Regions from separate parts of the Sus scrofa genome. Here region 1 is linked to region 2. A link is a contact called in public Hi-C data. All regions are on one chromosome and are shown on one strand. The core of a region is the stretch at or near the end of the contact, and the rest is flanking DNA. Distances in the headings are between cores, read along the strand shown.

Region 1 (5,716 bases), core at 2,777-5,276, 43 kb after region 2:
CAGATGTGGCTCAGGTCCCCCGTGGCAGTGGCTGTGGGGTAGGCCAGAAGCTGTAGCTCCAATTCAACCCCTGGCCCGGGAACTTCCGTGGGCCACAGGTACAGCCCTTAAAAAAAAAAAAAAAAAATGCATGTGTCCACGATGGGGGAATTTGTCTACAGATTCCTCCGAGGGCTCTGCCCCCCACTATGAAGTGTTTGTGGCACTGAAGGGGCTGAGGAACTTGTCAGAGGAAAATCGAGACAAGGTAAAGGAGACAGAGGCAGGATAGGACGGCATGTCCCCTTTACTCTGTGTGTCCCCAGGTGTCATGGGCCCAGAGGAGGGATGGGGAGGGGGGGTGGGGAGGAGAACCTCCCTGGGGCTCCGGGAGGGGAGGCACGAGTCCCCCAAACACATATCTGTAAACACAGGAAACTCCTACCCACACACACCCTGGGCACAGCTGTAGCACCCCACCCACATGCCACCCACACGCCACCCACACGCCACCCACCTCCGCACCAGCCTCACTCAGGCCGTTTCTGTTCCCAGCTTGACCACTGCCTCCAGGAAGCCTCTGCTCACTACAAGTCCCTGCGGTTCCGGGGCAGTGTGGGCCCTGCTCAAGTCCACCTGGTGGGGCAGGGGGCCTTCAGAGCACTGCGGGCAGCCCTTGCTCCCCGCCCCTCCTCCCCCTTCCCCCCAGAGATGCCCCGGGTCCTCAGACACAGGGAGCTGGCCCAGATCCTGCAGAGAAGGGTGGTGTCCTGAGCCGGGGCCCACCACCCACCCCAGCCACCCTCTCAGGCTGCTTTGCTCGTTCCTCTGGAGCCACTCTGGATGACCCTTGGCCAGGGTCTTTGTGTGTCCCCTGACAGCTGTCCATCAGAGCCACTGGGCCTTGTGGAGGCCTTACCTGTTCTGAAGAGTTGACTTCAGGGGTAGAGCAGACACTGGCAGCGCCCTGCCCGGAGCCCCCCAGGCCCACCCCGGAGGACACCAGAGTTCCAATCCATGCTGATGGCGCCTGCATCTCCCAGCCCGAGCGCTGGGCAGGCGGGAAGTGTTGGGAGTTACTGCTCCCCGGAGTTCACATCCATCAGCAAGAACAGGAGTTGGTGAAGGCAGACCTCAGGTTCCCTGTCCCTCCGTGGGACAATCCTGAAGTGTATTCTGTACCTTCTCTCTCGGAGGGTCCCCACCAGCTGCCCACGGTGGTGACCCTCTCATGAACACAGTTCTTATTGGTCTTCCTCCTGTCCCTCCCGTCCCCACTGCTTTATGTGCTTTCAAGGATTGCCGCCCAAATAAAACTCTTGCACCCAGATTCTTGGCTCTGGGTCTGCTTTGTGGGAAACTGGTGGTCCCATCGCTGTGCCCCTGCAGCAGCCTGGGCTCCCCTGCCCCTTCAGCTCTGGACTCCAGGGCTTTCCCTGTGCTCTCCCCTATGGGCTGGGGCAGGCCCCGAGTGTGTGTGCCTTCGGGGACACATAGGACAGCCTGGGTCCAACCAGAAGACACAGAGCCCCCTCCTCTTACTTCTCTCCCCATTCCAAGCTTCACCTAAAAGTGGAGGGGCTGCTCCCCAACTCCCCTGCCCTGACTTAGCACAGTTCCCTTTGCTGGCCCAACACCTACCGATCACGTCCACGGGCAAGGTCTGTACTGCAAATCTTCAAGTGTCACAGCGGGAAGCAGCCCCAGAGACCATCTGGACTAACTGTCCCTCTTACCAGTGGGGAACAGAGGCTTCTCGAGGTTGTGAGGCTCGCCCAAAGGCACGCAGCTCCCTCTAAGTAACTTGGCACCTGATCCCAATCAGCTGGCAAGCCTTGGATTCTGCCTCTGGAATCCACTACTTCTGGATTCCGTGCTCCGCCCCCATCCACGTGGCCCCCACCTCAGCCCACCTCTCCTTCCTGTTAAACTCCTCCTGTGGCCCCACCAGAGCCCACAGGATCGAAGCCAGTCACCAGCTTAGCTGCTAAGACCCTTTGACTCACCCTGGCTTCACTAACCTGTCCAGGCACCTCTCTCTTTAAAGAGAAGCTGCGGCCTGAGGACCACACCCTGCTTCCCATGTGAGCTGAGCACTGTCACCTCTAGGTCTCTCACCTCTAGGTCTGTGCTCACACTGTCCCGTCTGTGGAATGCCTTCTCACCCAAACTTCCTTGATGGAAACTCGCTTTTTAAAAACCATTTTATCGGGAGTTCCCATTGTGGTTCAGTGGGTTCAGAGCCCATCGTAGTCTCTACGAGGATGTGGATTTGATCCCTGGCCTCGCTCAGTGGGTTAAGGATCCCAGTATTGCCCTAAGCTGTGGCGTAGGTCACAGATGCTGATGGGATAAAGTGTTGCAGTGGCTGTGGCATTGGCTGGCAGCTGCAGCTCCAATACAACCTCTAGCCCAGGAATGCCCATATGCTGCCGGCGAGGCCGTTTAAAAAAAGAAAAAAAAAAATATATATATATATAGGACTATAGCTGGCTAACAATGTTGTATTAGTTTTGGGTATACGGCAAAGTGAATCAGTTATACATATACATACATCCATTCTTTTTTCCCATATAGGTTATAAGAGACTATTGAATAGATTTCCCTATGCTGTTCAGTAGGTCCTCGTTAATTATCTCTCTTAGAAACAGTAGTGTGCATACGTTATCCCCCTCCCCCTGGCTTCCCCTATAGTAACCAGAAGTTTGATATCTAAATCTGTGAGTTTGTTTCTGTTTTACCTATAAGGTGTGTGTCATTTTTATTAGATTCCACATATAAGTGATATCATATGATATTTGTCTTTCTCTGTTTGACTTTTCACTTAGAATAATCTCAAAACCTACTGTAAAAAATTTTTTTTTTCTTTTTACGGCCACACCCACAGCATATGGAAGTTCCCAGGCTAGGGGTAGAGTTGGAGCTGCAGCGGCCGGCCTGCACCTCAGCCACAGCAACGACGGATCCAAGCTGTGTCTGTGACCTACACCGCACCTCATGGCAATGCTGGATCCTTAACTCACTGAGTGAGGCCAGGGATCGAACCCATATCCTCATGGATACTAGTCAGGTTCTTAACCCCTGAGCCATAACGGGAACTCCTCAAAACCCACTTTTTACCCAAGGCTTTTACAGAGTCCTTTCTCCACTGAGCTATCATTTTGCCAGGTCACCTCCCCTCCTGGACTTTGGAGCTCCTTGGAAATTGGGCCATGTCCTAGGCACACTGTCACACCAGTGTCCAGAGCAGGGCCTGGCACAGAACCGCTGCTCAGCAGATGGTGCCCCGGATAAAAGAGGTTCTGGCCTACAGATGGCACACGTCCCTCACCCCATGCTGGCTCACTCTGTGTGGATGGTGAGATGGGACTCCAGCCCTCCCATCCAGGCAGCCCAACCAGGTAGGAAGCTGGGGCAGCTGGAGGATAACGCCAGGTTTGGCTGCTTTCCTCCCACAGCCTCGGATTGTTTTCCCAGGTTTTTCATCTTGGAAGTTGGTGGAGGAGGCAGAGGGAAGAGAGCTGGAGGGGAGGGAGAGCCAGCTAAGAAGGCTTTTCCATGGAGGAAGAAGGTCCTGGAGTCTGAAGGTACCAGGGGCAGTGACAAGGAGCAAGGGGGAGAGGTCTGCTGCCTGGCTGCCCCCCCCGCCCCGGCCACCCACCCTGGGGGAGACGGAGTCTCACGGCTGCCTCCTTTCCTGCCCCTAATTAGCAGCTCCCTCCACACATTGTCCCATGCCAGCACCCTAGCCAAGGCTTCTTTTGTCCTTCCAGATTCCTAGGTGCAAGGTGGCCTCATTAGTGCCCGGAGACCACCCCATCTCCAGGGAGCAGGCCGACAGACAAGGGGGGGACCCCGGGGCACAGCGATCCAACTCCAGCCTCTGAGCGCCTTGGCGGTCATTCCTTGGGCCCAGCCTGGAGACAGCCCCCCTGCAGAAGGCTAATCTTAGACTTGCCTTTGTCTGGTCCCAGAGTAGACGCAAGCACTCATCTCCCCACCACCACCTCAGAACCCTATAAAGCCCAGGCCCCTGGTAGCAGGTTGCAGTTGACGGCCTCAAAGTTCCTGGCTATTCAGACCACGGAAGACGACACCCTTCCTGGAGACCCCACTCTGAGCTCCTGACACCATGAATCCTCCTTTTGCAAAGGTAAAGACCCAGGGACAGAGGGGTGACTCATTCGACCAGGGGCAACGCGAGGGCTGGTGCAGGAAGATTGAAGCTACCTCGCTCTCGGTCTTTTCCCATGTGGGTTCTGAGGCGGGGAACGGGATGGACCCTTGGCTGAAAATCTGCCTCAGCTGACAGTGGCTGGTGCCCGTCCTCCCAAGAGCTCATGTTTATTGAGCTTTTCTCATGTATCAGAGGCTATTTGCACCTGTCATCTCATTTCCCCCTCCCAGCAGCCCTGCACAGGATTATTTAATACCCAGTGCTCTCCCTGAGAGGGTAGGAAACTGGTCCAAGGCAATGAGTTGTTTCTTCTGTAAGGGGGTAGGTGGACAAAGCAGCCTGGATCCTGCCAGTCCTTGATTTGCACGCTGTCGGGAGGAGGGGCGGATAAATAGGGCCTCTGTTTGCCTGGGTGAAGTTTTCACAGACTTCGGGGGCAGATTCAGACATGCCCGTTTTCAGGTGGAGGGGTCAGTGCTCTAATGGGGGTACAAGGAAATAAGGGTACCCAGAGGAGAGAGGGTTTCATTCTGCTCAAAGGGCTTCCTGGAGGAGATGCTTTGCTGGGTCTTGAAAGATGAGCAGATAAAGGAGCCAGATACGAGCCCCTCTCCAACAGAGCCCTTCAGAGGGCATTGAGCAAAGGCTGGAAAACTAAAGGACAGCCAGGGAAGAGTGCAGGCCAGAGGGGACGCGGATGCAGCTGGGCAGGGCCTGGGCGTAGTGGTTGGATGCAGGCGCGGCGAGACCACTCCTAGCACCCAGTCTCCTGCCTCCCTAGGTCTCCTGGGCCACCGTGACGCTGCTGCTTCTGCTACTGTTGCTGCCGCCTGCGGTGCTGTCGCCCGGGGCGGCGGCGCAGCCACTGCCCGACTGCTGCCGTCAAAAGACGTGCTCCTGCCGCCTCTACGAGCTGCTACACGGCGCTGGCAATCACGCGGCCGGCATCCTCACTCTGGGCAAGCGGCGGCCAGGGCCCCCGGGCCTGCAAGGCCGGCTGCAGCGCCTCCTGCAGGCCAGCGGCAACCACGCAGCGGGCATCCTGACCATGGGCCGCCGCGCAGGCGCAGAGCCAGCGCCGCGCCTCTGCCCGGGGCGCCGGTGTCTCGCTGCGGCTGCCTCATCTGTAGCGCCGGGAGGACGGTCTGGGATCTGAGCCCTTGCTCGGGTTCTGCCTGGCCCCACCCTAGCCCGGCCCTCTCCCCTCTGCCCGCCCGAGGTCAGCCCCCCAGAAAAAGGGCAATAAAGACGAAGTCTCCCTCTGTTAGTATGGTTGCTCTCTGTCCCTGTGTGGTCGCGTCCTGCCCTCCAGGGGGCGTGAGAGTCTTGCAAACTACAGAGTGCGGGAAACCCTGGAAGGCCCGCTGGGGCACCTCAGCTTGGGTGTCTTTGAATCAGAAACATTCTCGCGTGGGGAACTCACTGAGCAAGGCCCTGGGATGCGGAGAGAACCGCACATGTGCATGCTTGGAGGGGAGGATGGGGACAGACACGTCCCTCGGTGCTCTCCTAGTCATTCCGTGTGGCGGGGCCTTTATGGAGAGACCCAGGAGAGAAAGA
Region 2 (5,998 bases), core at 3,102-5,601:
CCTTTTTGGAGGCAGGAGGACATGTGGAAGTTCCCAGGTTGGATCGAACCCACGCCATAGCAGTGACCAGAACCATAGCAGTGACAACGCCAGATCCCTAACCACTTCGCTACACAGAACTCTTATTCAGTGTACTTTTGTTTACACTTTTGACCAGCAGCAAGCAAAACCTGCTTTCCACGTCTATCAAAGCATTATTTTGTAGAGAAATTAAATTATATTGTGTTTATCAAAATAAGGTGGTTACCACCTTATATTTACCAGCTATTTTCCTTCAAATGGCATTTTAGAAAGTAACTACCGTGGTACATTCATAAAAAAATATTCCAAAAAATTCTATGGGCTCAGCCTTCCACTCTTTTGTGTGTGGGGGGGGGGAGGCTTTTCTGCACAATGTAGGATATTTAGCAACATCTCTGGCATATCCTTTTTTTTTTTTTTTTTTTTTTTTTTTTTTTTTTTTTGGTCTTTTTGTCTTTTTAGGGCTGCACCCATGGCATATGGAGGTTCCCAGGCCAGGGGTCTAATCAGAGCTGTTGTTGCAGGCCTACACCACAGCCAAAGCCACACCAGATCTAAGCCGAGTCTGCGACCTATACCACAGCTCATGGCAACGCCAGATCCTTAGCCCACTGAGCAAGTGACAAGGCCAGATCAAGGCCAGGGATCAAACCCACAACCTCATGGTTCCTAGTCGGAATCGTTTCTGCTGCACCATGACAGGAACTCTAGCATTCCACTCTTTGAGAGAAACTAGGAACTCATAGTAGTTCCCTGGTGGCTCAGCAGGCTAATGATCCAGTGTTGTCAGTGCTATGGCTTGGGTCACTGCTGCAGCGTGGGTTTGATCCCTGGCCCAGGAACTTCTGCATGCTGTGGGTATGGCCAAAAAAAAAACTAATATAAAACTTGACAAAATAATGTGACGTTTATATAGTACCCCTACCTATATGGCATATAACCATAATATTTCTTTCTTAAAACAATAATAGATGCCTCAGAGTTCCCATCATGGTGCAGCGGAAACGAATCCAACTAGTAACCATGAGGTTGCGGGTTTGATCCCTGGCCTTGCTTGGTGGGTTAAAGATCCGGCATTGCCGTGAGCTGTGGTGTAGGTTGCAGACATGGCTTGGATCTGGTGTTGCTGTGGCTGCGGTGTAGGCCGGTGGCTGTGGTGTAGGCTGGCAGCTATAGCTCCGATTAGACCCCTAGCCTGGGAAATTCCATATGCCGCAGGTGGGTCCCTAAAAAGCAAAACAACAACAATAACAACAACAACAGAAAAAAAAATAATAGACTCCTTGAGTTATGCTAAGTCAGCAGGACATATGAGATACTTACTAAATATTTGCTATGTATTTATTCACTCAGCAAATATTTATTGATGACTTAACATAGCAGGTCACTGTAGCAGGCACTGGGGACACAGTGGTGAATAAAGGTGTCTCTTCACTTTCTATTCTGAGAGTTCTTTGGGGAAGACACACAAAAACAAATCGACAAAACCTAAAAGGGAAGATTACAGATGGCGCTGTAAGTAATTAAGAAACAGATCATTGTTAATACAGACTCATCCAAATTATGAAGTCTATTTCATTTTCTTGAGTTGATATTTCATAGTGAGATCTGTTCCACAGTGACTTTGAAAAGACCTGATAGCTTGGACCCAATTGTGTCTATACATTTATTTATGGAACAACAAAAAAATTACGGAATGCTTATGTGTCAGCCACAGTTCTTGGCCCCAGGGAAAGAGTAGTAAACAAAACGAAGTCTTCGTGTTCATGGTGCTTCCACCCTAGAGAGAAGTCAGTAAGCGAATGTATGATATATGTCAGGAAGTGATAAATGATATCAAGAAAAATAAAGCAGACTGAGAGGATAGAGTGAACAGTATACTGTTGTGTTTGGGGGCACTGAGGAGTCTCTGAGGAGATAAGCATTTCCCCAGTTTTGCTTCTTTTGTCTCTTGGGTCAATTTGGCTAATGTATGCAGGTTGCAAGAAAATTTTTGTATCTGTTGGTATCATTCACATATTCATAAAGAGAGCTTCGGCAAAGTCCTACTTCTTTCCAATTCCTTACCACTTGAAGAGTTTAATACCTGAATTCTTTTCTTCATTCCCTTATCACTCCTGCCAAAGCACCTTCATCCATCCCATCCATCTCTTTACCTTTGGTCCAAAGAACATGCTTTTATCTGTTCCAATTTTCCAGAATCTTGGGATATGAGTCATTTGATTAAAAATTATATTGTACAATTAATGTCTTCCAGATGTTTGATTGTGATGTGGGATTACTTCTGGGGAGAGCTCTTTTATCTAGGTCTTTCTCCTAGTAAACCCTCAGCCAATGAAATTTGATGTCTTGGGTGATCTTACAGTGATCCCAGTCTTAATGCTCAAAAGCCTTAAATAAAACCGTATACTGCTCAAGTGTTCTGTAGCATTGCACGAGGCTAAAATAGGTGACTGGCACCCACCCCACACCTCATTGTTGGCTAACTCCCTTGTCCCATAAATAGCTGTGTGTTATGCGATCGGACAGCTACAACTGACAGAGAAGGGATTTTTGTTTCCCAACACCCTTGTGTGGTCTCTGGTATTCCACAAAATCAAGGTCTAATCCACTGGACCTCGACTATAACACAATTCTTAGGAGCATTGTGCAAATCAGTAGCCACACTGTTTTGGGTAAGATTCAATACATCCCTGCCTTACACCAAATTCCACATTATGGATCATAGTGCTAGAGCAAGTTTCAGTCGTGAGTCCCCTTTGTGTATGTGAAAGTCATGTTGTCATGATCTGGTTAATCCCAGAGAGTTTCTGCCGAACACATAAAAATTCTCAGGTGAGTCTGAAAAGGCATAATGATAATTTTATAAAGCCTGTTTTTCTGAAATCAAGAGCATGTTTTAAAAACCTACCCACGCTTGGAATATAATGGTTCTTATTTCTAACTCTTAGCTGGAGTGTATTGTTTTTATGGCTGAAAGATTTTTAAATGCTGAAATTTTAACAGAACATTGCTTCATAAATTCCTTAGCAATAACTCAGGAGGTGAACCTTGGGGTTATTTTTTCAGATAAATATGTGCCCTCTATGTACAAATAATTACTGCTTAGATAAATAGTGATAATACATAAGGTTAAATCCATGTTTTCATTATTTTCATTTTTCTTTTACTGGGTCTTTTTTTAGAAATTTAATTAAATTTTTTTTGACTGGGTCCATGGCATGTGCAAGTTCCCAGGCCAGGGACTGAACCTGAGCCATATCAGTAACCCAAACCACAGCAGTGACAGTGCTGGATCCCTAACCCAATGAGCCACCAGGGAACTCCCATACTAGGTCTTTTTCAAAATGGTAGTATGTTTATTGCTTTTTTTTTTTTTTTTTTTTTTTTTTTTTGTCGTTTCTAGGGCCACTCCCACGGCACATGGAAGTTCCCAGGCTAGGGGTCGAATTGGAGCTGTAGTCTCCGGCCTACACCACAGCCACAGCAACACAGGATCCGAGCCACATCTGCAACCTACACCACAGCTCACGGCAACACCGGGTCCTTTAACCCACTGAGTAAGGCCAGGGACCATACCCACAACCACATGGTTCCTAGTCGGATTTATTAACCGCTGCACCATGACGGGAACTCCTGTTTATTGCATTTTTTAAAAGTCAAAATACCAAATCTAAAAACAAGTGATTTATTTATTTTAAAACAAGAGATTAAAAAAAAAATCCCTGTGCTACTTATTTATCATTAGTCTTGAAATGCTGCTTGCTATTGCTTCAAGTTTGGAACAAAAGTAAAGAAAGAATATGTCTATGATATCAAAGCTATAGGCAGTTCTTCCCTTAATGATGGATTTATACTTTTGCTTATAGGACTTCAGTATGTTTTATAGTCAAAGCCTCATAGACCCAGTTATGTACCTTTCCATGGTCACACTGAATGTCTACATTTGAAAACATGTTAAAGCTAAAATTCAGTTCAAGAATACTGAACTCGGAGTTTCTGCTGTGGCGCAGTGGGTTATGAGTCCGGCTTGGGTCGCTGTGAAGGCGCAGGTTCAATCCCTAGCCCAGCGCAGTGGGTCAAAGGATCTGGCGTTGCTGCAGCTGCTACATAATGCAGCTGCGGCTTGGATTCAGTCCCTGCCCCAGGAACTTCCATATGCCATGTGCAGCCATTTAAAAAAAAAAAAAAAGAATGCTGATTTTTAGTCTACCAAAAAGGGCTTAAATACATTTATCTCTGGCCTTTATAACTGAATATTTACTCTGGTGGATTTAAAAGGGGGAAGGAAAAAAAAAACAAAACCCAAACCACTAATTGTTTGTTTAACAGATTGTAAACCATGGCTGTGTGGATACAAGCCCAGCAGCTCCAAGGAGATGCCCTTCATCAGATGCAAGCACTGTATGGTCAGCATTTCCCCATCGAGGTGCGGCATTATTTATCCCAGTGGATTGAAAGCCAAGCTTGGTAAGTGAGCAAAGTTTTCTGCATTATGTTTTGTGAAGCACAAGCATATTGAAATTTTATTGGAAAGGTAACATAATGAAGCCTCTAAAAGTTGTATATTTGAGAAGAAAATTATGCGACCCCTGAAAAGATATTTAATTCCATCTTAAATTTTTGAAAGATGGAATAACTATTGGGGTTTTTTTGAAATAGGATTTGTTTCCTTTAATAGTAAGTTCTGGTTAAAAGCATTAGAGTATTGCTGCTAGTAAAAAACAATTAACAATTATGTTTTGAGTGCCTGGCAGTGTTGTAGTTAGTAGACTTCATATGAAAACATTGAAGCCCTTATCCACAAAGAATTTAGTGCTTATTAATGGGGTAGATAAGTATGCATATGCATGAAATTGAATAAAGTATATATTTTTTGCCATACCCGAGACATATGGAAGTTCCCGGGCTAGGGATCGAATCTGAGCTGCATCTGAGAGTACACTGCAGCAGCAGCAACACCAGAACCTTAACCCACTGTTCCGGGCCAGGGACCGAACCTGAGCTGCCACAGAGACAATGCTGAGTCCTTAACCTGCTGTGATACAGCGGGAACTCCTTTATAAGGTGTATTGTTAATGAATTTCACAACAGAGACTTTGGTATTTTCAAATTTATATGTAATATATATACACACACATGTAAAGACTAAAAGACAGCACACCAAAACGTTAACAATGTTTATGTCTTAGTGGCAGATTTAACAAGCATGTTTATTTTTTTTATTTCCCTAATTACTGTTTATATACCGAGGGGAAAATTGTTTTTAAATTCTTTTAGAATTAGTAGAGTACAGTGGACTGACAACAAAGCTTTTTAATCAACAACCTTATTGCCCACCAGGCAGCAAGCTGTCTGCTGCTCTGCTCGGGGCCTGAGCACGCGTTGGTTGGTTACCAGTCTCAGTCTGATCTGTCATTTTCATCAGTTACTTCAGGCCTCCACCATTGTGGCATGAGAGCAGGGGTCCTTGTTGCCAGAGCCCTGGAGAAACCAGCCTTTATGCTACTGCTTGGGGAGAGCTGTACACCCATCAGTAATGTTGCCTCGGAATAATTGCAGTCGTGTGCTAGTAGCAGATTTCTGTTCAAAAGCTGAAGAGCACCAAAGGAAGGCAATTTTCTAGGCAATTTTCAAAAATCTCAGCCTCACGTAATTAAGTGAGAAAATAAGGAGCTAAGTATGAGCATATCAACTGTACCTTGCTTAGTCCTTTTCCATTTCCTTTTCATTTTCTTTTGTGTTTTAAAGATTTGGAGAGCTCAGAAAAACATAGGTAGGAAGTTTCTGTTGATCTAGAATTGTATTTGGTAGATTTCCCATGCAGTCTTCTTACTGAACGAATGTTAAAAGTCTTGTGTTGATATCAAGGAAAACCTGACTTTTATTTGTTTTTGGTTGTAAGAATATGAAAACTTTCATTAAAATATCTTCAGTTGTTCATGTTGAAGCTAAGATTTTTTGCTGTTGTTTTTTG

What was found. Hi-C and Micro-C count contacts between places; a contact is called where the count stands out from the background.
Region 1: a contact with region 2 is called in a Hi-C map of skeletal muscle, with 1.7 times the contacts expected there. The contact joins the promoter of HCRT here to the promoter of STAT5B in region 2. A contact is called at or near these places in 1 of 5 promoter capture datasets (liver), 2 of 47 Hi-C or Micro-C datasets (epiblast stem cells and skeletal muscle) and 2 of 2 datasets of contacts at active chromatin or transcription factors (alveolar macrophages and skeletal muscle).

Annotation. Positions count from the first base shown.
Region 1 is chr12:20,584,571-20,590,286 of Sscrofa11.1, forward strand. It overlaps HCRT (hypocretin neuropeptide precursor), which reads left to right and starts at 4,027. Exons shown (of 2, transcript NM_214156.2): 1 at 4,027-4,132; 2 at 4,938-5,421. The coding sequence starts at 4,112. The coding sequence ends at 5,312. GHDC (GH3 domain containing) reads left to right here. Exons shown (of 10, transcript NM_001246239.1): 9 at 162-247; 10 at 535-1,017. The coding sequence ends at 753.
Region 2 is chr12:20,540,793-20,546,790 of Sscrofa11.1, forward strand. It overlaps STAT5B (signal transducer and activator of transcription 5B), which reads left to right and starts at 4,352. Exons shown (of 18, transcript NM_214168.1): 1 at 4,352-4,491. The coding sequence starts at 4,364.